2 separate regions of the Mus musculus genome follow, and region 1 is linked to region 2. The links are chromatin contacts, called in public HiChIP or PLAC-seq maps. All regions are on one chromosome and are shown on one strand. The core of a region is the stretch at or near the end of the contact, and the rest is flanking DNA. Distances in the headings are between cores, read along the strand shown. Region 1 overlaps Gcnt2 (glucosaminyl (N-acetyl) transferase 2, I-branching enzyme). Region 2 has its middle 11 kb from the start of Mir5124a.

Region 1 (5,535 bases), core at 1,322-3,821, 90 kb before region 2:
ACAAAAACAGATATAGAGAGAATACCTGTGTTGTGTTTAGCAATTAATTACCATAAACACTTGAAAGCATAATCCTATTAAAATCTCATAGAGCATGTATGTTTCTTTTCCTTTGTTATGATGAAACACAAGAGCGAAAACAACTTAAGAGAAAAAGATTATTTTGGCTTTCCCAGGAGGATAGAGTCCATCACGGTGAGGAAGACACAGAGACAGGAACAGGAAGGTGGCTCACGGGAACAAGCCATAAAACTTCAATGCCTACCCCCAGGAGGAGGTACCTCCTCTGTCAAGTCTCCATCTCCTACGGGCTCTACAGTCTTCTCAAACCACAGCAACTCTGATTCTCTGTTGTGGCTTGTCTTGTACACTGTAGGAAATTGAGCAACAGCCCTGGGCACTGTCCAGGAGTTATCCTCCAATCCCTGTGTGTTAAACATCTCCACAAATACTGCCAAAGGTCACATGAGGCTCCATATTGCTCTTCACTATATAAAACAGAAAAAACAAAATCAACCAACCAACCAACCAAACAAACAAACAAACAAAAAAACCAAACCAAACAAACAAAGCAACCCACACACCCAGAATAACGAGTTGTATAATGTTGATAATCCATGCACACACTCTTGCATATAAAATGTGAGGCAAGGATCTGGCACTCTCCTACAACAGACATAAAGGCAGGCAAAACACTAATGTGCATAAAATAAAAATAAATCTTACTAAAACCGTTACTCAAGGAAATAACAGTTTGCCTTATTGTGGGAAATTTCTGTGATGTCAAAGACAGCTTAATAACAAAGTTTATTGATATATACCTGAATTATTGAGTAGTTGGGCCTGTTATTATGCTACTAACTTAAAAGAAAAACATAGAAAATTCATGTGCTGTAGATCTTTAATAATAAACAGGCTGTGCGCTAATAACAGGAAAATGTGGATTATAACCACATTTTATAAGTAACCTGGATTATAAATCTGACCAGTTTGCGCTCGGCTCCATAAGGCCCTATTTTGTTTACTATGGGTGTGTTCTCCAGCTTTTCAGTCATGGTTTATCTCTGATCATGGCCAACAAATGGACTCCTCTCCGGCTGTAAGAAGGCAAGGATGGAACAGAGAAGGACCCCCCCCCCCGCCCCCAGTTTTAGAACCTAGGTGGTTTAGAACCTAATATAGGCAACCCCCACCCCCACCCCATTTTGTTGCCAAACTGAATAAACTAGAACCCAGAAAATTGATGCCAGTAAATCCGGAGTGTGTTTGTGGGAGGGGTGGGGCAGGAGTTTGCAATGGAATGGACCCAAGGCTTTGTGCGCGCTGAATGGCCATCTACCACTTGAGCTCCAGCTTAGCCTAGCTTGTTGATTTTCTTTCAAGAGAAAAACTGAAAATAAAACCTATCTAAATTCTTTCTTGCACGTTTCCTACACTCTAGCGTAGCTGCTTGTAGAAAATGCATACATGGGTGTTCTTGGTGCTTAGAACTATCTAGAATGGGATGGACACCCCCCCCACACACACACACACAGTCTTTCGCCAGTGGTAGAAAGTGAATCCAGTGCTAAGCTAGACTATATATGTGTGGGGTGTGTGTGTGTGGTAAAAATTATGTGCACGTGTGGATGTGTGCACATGTGTGTGAGTGTATGTGTATGGTGTGAGTGTGTGTATGTGTGTCTGTGTAAAGGCAACCTCGGGTGTGGTTCCCTGGGCACCACCCACCTTGTGTTTTGAGATGGGATTTCAAGGCCTTATCTCAAAAACAAACAAAAATCACATAGGTTACCAGAAGCAGCAGTTTTGGTAGTGGGGGTGGGGGTGGGGGCAGGGATAGGGGAGTCTTTGAAAGAACCATGAAGTCAGGCCACACCAGTGACCTTCCAAGCCCCCAGAGCTCTGCCGAAGCTTGTCAGGAGAACCCACAGAATCTTAACTTTTCCAGACACTAAGTAGGTGGGGGAGGCTTTTTTGTTCATTTGTTTTTTTTTCATCCCAACAAACACCCGATTTTCAAAAGCAGGTAGCAGCTGCAGTTGGTGAGGACCAAATGACAAGCCAGGAAGATCTATTTTTCAGGGTTTTAAATTTTATTCTTGTTATTTTTAATTATGTGTGTGTGGGGGGTATGTGCACACGGGATGTAGACACCTGAGGGGGGCCGGGGGATCTGGCACGCTCTCGATTCTGCAGCCCCTTTCTTTTAGGTTTGAATCTCTGCATCTTGCTTCTAACGCACACAAATAAGCAACTGCAGAGCTCTAAAATCCAAATGCCCACCCCAGTATCTACCCGCCATGTAGCGTGGCACTGAAGAGGACGAAGCAGCAGGTTTGTGGGTTTGTGGCTTCCAGGATGCCTTGGCTCTGTACACCCAGAGACTCTGTTGCAAACATTGCCAGGAGCTCCCTCTCGGGCATCTGGATCAGGATCATCCACTGTTAGGTTTTAAACTTGGCACAAAAGGCTGAGGTGCCTACTTAACATATCAAAGCAGACACAGAGCCAGGCTCTCCCAGCATCCCTTGGTCGGTACCGGTTACAGGGCCCTCCTGCTAGCACATCCCAGCCCCCACCCTAAATTCTTCAGCCCAGGCTGTAATTTGGTTACCCCACTCCAGTACCTTTGGGCCTCCTGGCTGCTGCATCTGGTTTCTCTCTCCCTCCAGGGCCCAGCTCATCAGGGTCAAGTCCACTCTGTTCTCTCCCAGAGGTCCCTGCCTCTGGCTATATATACTCTTCCACATATGTATAATAAACTTTCTCTTCCACCCTACCCAGGAACGGTCATGTTCCTTCCCTTTTCCTTTCTCCTTTTCACTCAGCCACTGCTATTTTAAATTATTTATTTGTGTGCATGTGAGCCTGTGGCAGCCAGAGGAAATCCTGATGTGCCACCCTCAAGAATATCACCACTTCCTTTCAGATAAGCTCTCCTATAGGCCTGGAGTTCACCCGGTACACTAGGCTGCCTGGCCTGTGAGACCAGTATCGTCCGGTTTCTGCCACCCCGGTGCTGAGATTCAAAGAAGGTTCCACCTTGGACCAATTGACTGATTGCTTGGTTGATTTGGGGGTGAGGGTGGGGAGATGGGTTTAGACTCTGTACCCTATAGGTTGATCCAAACCTCACCATGAAACCCAATCTATCTTCAAAATTTAAAGGACCTTCCCGTGCCAGCCACCTGAGTGCTGGGATTACAGGCATTTCCCACTTCTGGATGACTCCTAGTTCTTCATGGTCCTCTTTTCCTGATTTCATAGGACAGACAGACACCCAGCTGTGTCTGTCTTCCAATTTATCCAGTGCTTCACAGCATCAAGTATTGAGCCTCAGTAACAAGTTTATTTTATTTTATTTTATCAAATCTTAGAAGCTTTATTTTTCAACTTTCAGGGATTTTTAAAGGTAAAGTTCAAAGCAGCCGCTGTTTATTTCTCAGCTTCCCTGAGATGAACTATCCCCAGGTTCATGTCGGCTCTGTGAGTCTACTTTTTCCCTCTTAAAGTGATAATCCCATGGCTTGTGAAACACAGGACCCCGATAATAAGGGTGGACTAAAATAATTCATAAAAGTATAAACAGATCAAAGTGAAAATTACACATATACTATAAAACCTAATGCCTACAAATAATCAATTGATAAATATAATCCACCATATACACAAGCTGAAAGAACCATCATTAGGTTACCTCATGAGATGCAGGAAAGGCCCTTGACAAAATCCCAACACCCCTTCATTTTAAAAGTCCTGGAAAGACTAGAGACACAAGGAACATACCTCAGCATAATAAAGGCACTTTACAGGAAGCCCATTGCCAGCATCAATTTAAATGGAGAGAAACTCAAAGCAATTCCACTAAAATCAGGAACAAGACAAGGTTGTTCACTCTAGCCACACCTACTCAATACAATACTTGAATTCTTAGCTAGAGCAATAAGACAACTGAAGGAGATCAGGTGGTACAAATTGAAAGGTAATAGCCGAAGTATCTTTATTTGGAGATGATATGAAATTGCACGTAAATGTTCCTGAAAAATTCCACTGGGAAATTCCTACAGCTGATAAAGTAGCTGAGTACAAAATTAACACACAGAAATCAGTAGCTCCAAGCCGGGCGTGGTGGCACACGCCTTTAATCCCAGCACTCAGGAGGCAGAGGCAGGCCTGGTCTACAGAGTGAGTTCCAGGACAGCCAGGGCTACACAGAGAAACCCTGTCTCGAAAAAACAAAAACAAACAAACAAACAAAAAAATCAGTAGCTCCTATATACAAACGAAAGACAGACAGAGAAAAAAATCAGAGAAACACCTTTCACAATAGCCTCAAAGAATAATGTATCTTGGGGTAACTTTAACCAAGCAAGCGAAAGACTTGTATGCTAAAAACTTCAAGTCACTGAAGACAGAAATTGGAAGATAAAAGAAGATACAAAGAGCTCTCATACTCATGGATTAACATAGTAAAAATGGCCATTCATTTGTACAGATGCAGTCTATACAGATTCAATGTAATCACCATTGAAATTCCAACACACTTTTTCATAGATCTTGAATTTCCAGCTTCATGTAGAAACACACACACACACACACACACACACACTTGCTGAAACAGTCCTGAGTAATAAAAGAACTCCTGGAGATATCACTATCCCTGATTTCAAGTTGTACCACCAAGCTATAGTAATAAAAACAGCATTGAATTGGCACAAAAGCAGACACATTCGTCAATGGAATCAAATTGAAGACCCGGATATAAATCTGCACACCTTTGGAGCCTGATTTTTGATAAAGAGGCCAGAAGTACACACAGGAAATAAGACAGCATCTAAAACAAATTGTACTAGTCAAACTGGATGTCTGCATGTAGAAGAATCCAAATAGACCCATATTATCACCCTGCATACAACTCAACTCCAAATGGATCAAAGACCTCAATATAAAACCAGATACAGTGAACCTGATAGAAGAGAAAGTGGAGAATAGCCTTGAACTCACTGGCACAGGAAAAGTTTCTGAACAGAACACCATTAGGACAGGCCCTTAGATCAACAATTAACAATGGGACCTCATGAGATTGAAAAGTTTCTGCACAGCAAAAAACACTGTTATTCCAACAAAGCAACAGCCTACAGAATGGGGCAAAGATTTTGACCAGCTACACATCCAATAGAGGGCCAATATCCAAAACATATAAACTAAATATCAATAAATAAATAACTTAGTTTAAAAATGAGGTACAGATCCAAACAGAGAATTCTCAAAAGAGAGAACTCAAAATGGCTGAGAAACACTTAAATGCTCACCCTAAGCCATCAGGGAAATGCAAATCAAGATAACGCTGAGATTTCATCTTAGACCCCTTAGAATGGCTAAGATCAAAGCCACAAGTGACAGCGCATGGTGCTGAGGGTGTTCAGTAAGAGAAATGCTCATATCTTGCTAGTGGGAGAGAAAATTGCTACAGCCATGATGGAAAGCGGGTGTGGTGGTTCCTCAGGAAGTTGGGAATACCTCAAGGTTCAGCTC
Region 2 (5,583 bases), core at 1,875-4,374:
ACGGGAGAATTCCCAGTGTAGTGCAGTGGTAGATCATTATGTAGTGTGCTAGAAGCCATAGGTTCAATTCCCAATATTAAAAAAACAAAAGACAAAAACAAACAAACACCCAGGGCTCTTGAGATGGCTCAGTGGGTAAAGGGGCTTGTTACAAAGCCTCATGTCTGGAGTTCGATGCCTCAACCCACAGGAGAGAACAGACTTCTGAAAGCTGTTCTTTCGTCTGTGTACGCTGCCACACCGTGTGTGCCCACAGATATGATAGTTAAACTAAACAAAAATAAAAGATAAAGAAATGCCAAAACAAACAGGAAGACGCGAGTTCATATCCTGTCAGTTAGGGAGATACTGGTCTGTCCCCTCCATAGGGCTTCCTGTCACACTTGCACGATCTCTCTTTGAGCAAACGAGGCCCGGGTCCCTGAAGGTTTAATTCCCCGAAGCAACGCCTCAAAGGCCTCGGGAATGATCTCCACAGATGGCCCATGGGCAAATCCTAGTTGCTGCGGGAACTGGTGGTGCTGAGTGATTTAGCTGTAGATAGTTTTGTCTGCTTGACTCCAACACAAATAGCTCCATTCAGAAATGCTGTGGGCTTTCCTTAAGTTGTCCATTCCAGAGTGCAGTGAAGTACATCACTTCCTAAATACTGGCGGGGGCGGGGGCGGGGGGTGGGTAGGGGTGGTCATGGATAGAGGATCTCCCCCCCCCCCCCAGAGGAAAACAATTTCTCTAATTTGTACTAATTTTTCGAATCCCTCCAGGTAGACCTTGTACACCTCAAATGAACTTGACTGCGGGGGTGCGGGGGAGAATAAATGCAGATGTCAACGCCTAATTATGCTTGCCTGAACTGGTATAACCATTCCCACGGTCTTGTCTCCTAGGTTATCTAGATGATGACGTCAGCTTTGTACTTGGCCCTCACTTCAATCTTAGCCTCATTCAACCCCTCACAGACACTCCAGGATCAAGGGCAGCAGTAATTCCCTCACCGTTTCTAGACTTTGCAGCTCCCTGGCTTTGGTTACAAAGCATAGAGGTGATAGCTGGTGCTTGGTTGCAGCTAGAGAGTTGTAGGATACTTGGTCACCCGGTGAATCTGGAGATAGAGTTATTTACTGGAAAAAACAAACAAACAAACAAAAAGTCCAACAACCTAGTTTGGGTTGGGCCGTGGCTCAACCTTAGCACACACCTTTAGTCTAAGAGCTCTCTCTTGAATACTGTAAACAGGATTAAATAAAGTCAGTCATAGAGGCAGAGCAATTGAGAGGAAGTGAACATAAGATTACTGAGAAAAAAACCGTAGAGAGTAAGGGAAAGTCAGGAGGATGGATAGAGAGACAAACAGGAAGTAGGAGAGAGGGACACCCTGACTTTTTTGAGACAGCGTGAGATAGAGCATGGCTTCTGGGGCATTGGTTGAGGAGGAAAGTCAGCTGGGTTTGGTCTCCGCCTCTCTGAGCTGGCAGGTGTTCACCCCAGCATCAGGCTCCCGAGCTTCATTGGTAAATCCAAAGATTGATATTTTGTCAAAAACATCAGTAGAGCCGGGCATGGTGGTGCACGCCTTTAATCCTAGCACTTGGGAGGCAGACACAGGCAGATTTCTGAGTTCGAGGCCAGCCTGGTCTACAGAGTGAGTTCCAGGACAGCCAGGGCTACACAGAGAAACCCTGTCTCGAAAAACCAAAAAAAAAAAAAAAAAAAATCAGTAGAACCTTGTGCCTCACCTGAAATGCCACAAGGATCCTTCTAGAAATGCCTGTGGTTATTTACAGTATTGTTTTGGGTAACACTAGTCGTTTTAAGAAGAATAAGTATGGGTCTGGGGAGAAGATGGCTCAACAGGAAAGGCATGTGTCAACAACACCTGAGTTCCGTTCCTGGGACCCACATGAGAGAAGGAGAGAAGTTACCCATAGATTGTCCTTTGACCTCCATATACACATAGAAGTACATACAATATACATGTGTACACACACACACAATACACACACCACCCATAAATAATAAAAAAATGAGCATTATTATATATGATTTATTTCTACTTAGTGTGCAGAAGTATCTTACCCGCATTTATGTATGTGTACCATGAGCACTCCTGGGGCTGGAGATCGTCACAAGAGGCTGTTGGATTCCCTGAAACTGGAGTTACAAATCGCTGTGAACTACCCTGTGGGTGGAAGCAACTGAACCCTAGTCCTCTGTGAGCATAGCAAGTGCTCTTTGCCATCTCTGAAGGCTCTTTCTTTCTGGAGCCTCTTCACTGCCCCAGAGGTAACCATTCTATATCCTGAATTCTATGTTTGCCCAATAGGAGGGCGATGAGCGACCCAAGGGGGAAAGAGAAAGCTCAACCCAGGTTGGCCATTAGCTCAAAGTTGATGCCCAGCGTTCCAAATCCAGGAGGTGACCAGATTAAAAAAAAAAAAAAAAATCAGGAACCAGGATAGATCTGCTGGTTATTCAATAATTCTCAGAGCATGTATTTGTTTCAGAGGTCAATGGAACATATCGCTGCTACCTTAGGGCATACTCTCCCTGAAGGACTTTAACCAGTTTCTGTTACATCAAGTTAACGCTCCTGAGGACTGAATTTACGCCAGTGCCTGTGAAAAGGGACTACTTCAGTCTCACCTGTACCACCATGAAATGTGGATTTCCCACAACTCATTTTATCATGACATCACCTCTGGGCCCAAATTAGAAACCAAATAAGCTGGTGGAACTTTTTGAATCTAGGAATGCCTGGTAAAAGCCTGCATCAAACTCATTTTTTAAATATGAAGTTCACAGGCATCTTCCTGCGTTCATTTCCTGCTCTCCATCCCCCTGCCTTAAAAAAAAAAAAAACAAAAAAAAACCTACCACCACCAACCCCCCCCCCCCCCAAAAAAAAAAAAAAACCCTTACAGTTTTAATTTTTTACTATTGTTGAATTCGGAGCCCTGTCTCACTCTCCCGAATGTTTGCAGTCACAGGAAACAGCCTGAAGCACCAGGGGTTTAAAATAGCCAGGGAGCCTGGTTAAAAAGTTCCCTGGATTGGGTGAAGGGAGGAGGCTCTTCCCAAGCTCGGAGCCTCTAAGAGTCACGTGTTCTCCTGTTCTTAGCTCCCGCGGGGTGTAATTTGAGAAGACAGGTTCCTCCCAACCCCTCTATCTCGGTCTGGTGAGGACTCCCCTAAACAGCCTCTGGATGTGGGTTTCCTTTCGTAGCTAGTCACCCATGAGTCTTAAGGAATTTTTTTTCCCTTTCGATCCTGGGGCTACTGGAAGACTGGCGGCAAGGCAGCTATCACACCCTGCTCATGGCTGCTCCGTGGTGTCCAAGCTAATTTTAGACCTTGAAGAGAAGTCACCGGGAAGAATGATGGGTAGAAAATGATCAGGTTCTAGGGTTTAATTTAAAATGGCGGGAAACAGGGCAGTAGGGAAGGAGAAATGAAGCGGGTCTTGTCAAGTTCAGACAAGATAGGTAACTGAGGTGGAACAAGGTTGGAGCTGGGGCTGAAAGATCCGGAGCCCTTCTGTGTTGATGTGTCCGGCCATCGCAGGCTTTGTGGGCTAAGTGCTTAGCGAGGAGGTGAGCCCCAGACCACAGGAGTTTTGACAGCCCCGCTTTGTTGCAGAAAATCAACAGGTTCGAGTGTATTTATAGTTTTAGGTTGGATGCTGTTGTAGTTTGTTTTCTGTTGTTGTTTATAAAAGTCATGATCAAAAAGCAACTTGGGGAGGAGAGCGTTTATTTCATCTTAGTTTACAGTCCATCATGAAGTAAAAAAGAGACAGGAACTCCAGTAGGAACCTGGAGACCGGAAATGACGTACAGAATATGGGGGAATAATCATTAGTGCCTTGCTCCTGGGCTCCTGTTTAGCAATATTTCCTGTACAGCTCAGGCCCACTTGCCTAGGAATAGTACTACCCACAGTATTTTGGATCGTCCTACATCATTACCAATCAAGAAACTGCTCCCAGACATGCCCACCAGCCAGTCTGAGACACCCAGTTCTTTAACTGAGGTTTCTCTGTTCTAGATATTTCAAGTTGAGAACCAAGACTAGCCATCACACGTATTTTGTAAGGGTGGATATATTTTTACATGTTGGGTATATCTTAGACACTGGTATTAGTATGGGGTCTATTCCTGATCAATTTCACAATCTGATTTTGAAGTTAAGGAAACAAAAACCACAGCTTCTGTGGGTAGAGTTCTATATTAGGTTGAGCCTGCATTAAGAAGAGTGCCAAGGAGTATCACCTCCCTGTAGATTAGAGGTCAAAGAAACAAGGTCCATCCTGCTGCAGGGTAGCCAAGCCCAGGAACGCCAGTCTCCCTGTGTCTTACAGACCAGTCTGCAATGAGCCAGTTGGTGCTTTGTTCTCTGTTTGGCTAAGGTGTTATCAATTGAGGAAAGAGGGTCGACTAAGTTTCAACAAAGGCACAGGGGTCATCTCAGCCCTTGGGAGACAGACACTGGAGGATTAAGTAAGTGTCTGAGGCTGCTATGAGCTACATAATGAGAGTTTTTCTCCGAAGTAAATGAAAAGAAAAAAAAAGAGAAAGAAAGAAAGAAAGAAAGAAAGAAAGAAAGAAGGAAAGAAAGAAAGGAAGGAAAAAAGGAAGAAAGGAAGGAAGGAAGGAAGGACATGTTAATTTGCTTACTTGATCTTTAAAATAACAAGGAAAGTCCTCACACACTTGTAACTCTACAGGGTCCTGGGTTGCTTCCTTTCTTTAAAAAAAAAATTGTGTGTGTGTGCACACGTGTACGTGGGCATGCACACTCTCATGGTGTGTGTGTGCACGTGCGCATGTGTGTGGTGGTCAGAGAACAACTGCTTTTCCTTCCACCATACAGGTCCTGGTGAGTTGAACTCAGGTCCTCAGGTTTGGCTACAGGCCCTTTTACCCACTCAGCCATATCACTAGCCCCTTGGTTCAAGGGTTCATTTTTCATTTTAGCCTGTTATTGGTTGAGTGAAGTTCGAGCTTCACAGGAGATATTCTGGAAGAGAGAGATTGATGTGCATTTTAAAATCCAGAGAGTGACAGTTACCTCTTAAAATCTGTAACTTTGCCCTTGTCTGAAAGAATAAGGAAGAGATTGTCACAGTCCGTTTGCAACATGAGATGCTCTTAGAGTTTGGAGAGCTAAAAGATGTGTTAGGGTCCTCCCTCCCACAACTGGCCTCCAGCCTCTCAAAGATCTTCATTCCTCTCTCCCTGAAGCATTCTAGTCATTAAAAACATCTTCAGAAACAGAAATCTTAGGTGCCATGGTCAAGTGTGATTCATTCACTCATTCATTCCCCACTCCTGCCTCCCACTCCACCAATCACTGCGCTCGGTTCTGAAAATATAGAATATAAGTTTAGCCCAAATGGGCCCAAGCCCCCTGGGTCTTAGATGCCATGGGGGTGGTGGTGGGGAATTAGTGGTAATGGCGAGGAAGCCGAGTCCTTTCAATATCCTTCTCCCCGTATTTTTCCAGCCAGTTCATCTCCATAGAACAGGTTCCCAGAGGGATCGAGTTGCCTGGAAGTGGTCCACAGAGGCATTCTGCGGGAATCCT

Evidence for each region. HiChIP or PLAC-seq counts read pairs in DNA pulled down with a chosen protein or histone mark.
Region 1: a contact with region 2 is called in an H3K27ac HiChIP or PLAC-seq map of embryonic stem cells, with 21 read pairs. The contact joins two enhancer-like sites. A contact is called at or near these places in 6 of 39 promoter capture datasets (the 3T3-L1 cell line, hippocampal neurons, liver and 1 more), 12 of 484 Hi-C or Micro-C datasets (LSK cells, Sertoli cells, Th17 cells and 7 more), 20 of 115 datasets of contacts at active chromatin or transcription factors (the HPC-7 cell line, bone marrow-derived macrophages, cardiomyocytes and 9 more) and 4 of 9 other capture datasets (adipose tissue, liver, macrophages and 1 more).

What each region holds. Positions count from the first base shown.
Region 1 is chr13:40,941,552-40,947,086 of GRCm38.p6, reverse strand. All of the region lies in intron 1 of Gcnt2 (glucosaminyl (N-acetyl) transferase 2, I-branching enzyme), which reads right to left. Among named protein-coding and RNA genes, the nearest start is that of Gm31683, 27 kb to the right of the region's middle. Within about 2 kb of position 2,571, at least 34 of the 459 cell types and tissues checked have an H3K27ac peak or open chromatin away from gene starts, as enhancers often do. A contact at or near this core is called in the HPC-7 cell line, bone marrow-derived macrophages, embryonic stem cells and 1 more, where this site is marked.
Region 2 is chr13:40,852,317-40,857,899 of GRCm38.p6, reverse strand. No RefSeq gene overlaps it. Among named protein-coding and RNA genes, the nearest start is that of Mir5124a, 11 kb to the left of the region's middle. Within about 2 kb of position 3,124, at least 154 of the 459 cell types and tissues checked have an H3K27ac peak or open chromatin away from gene starts, as enhancers often do. A contact at or near this core is called in the HPC-7 cell line, bone marrow-derived macrophages, embryonic stem cells and 1 more, where this site is marked.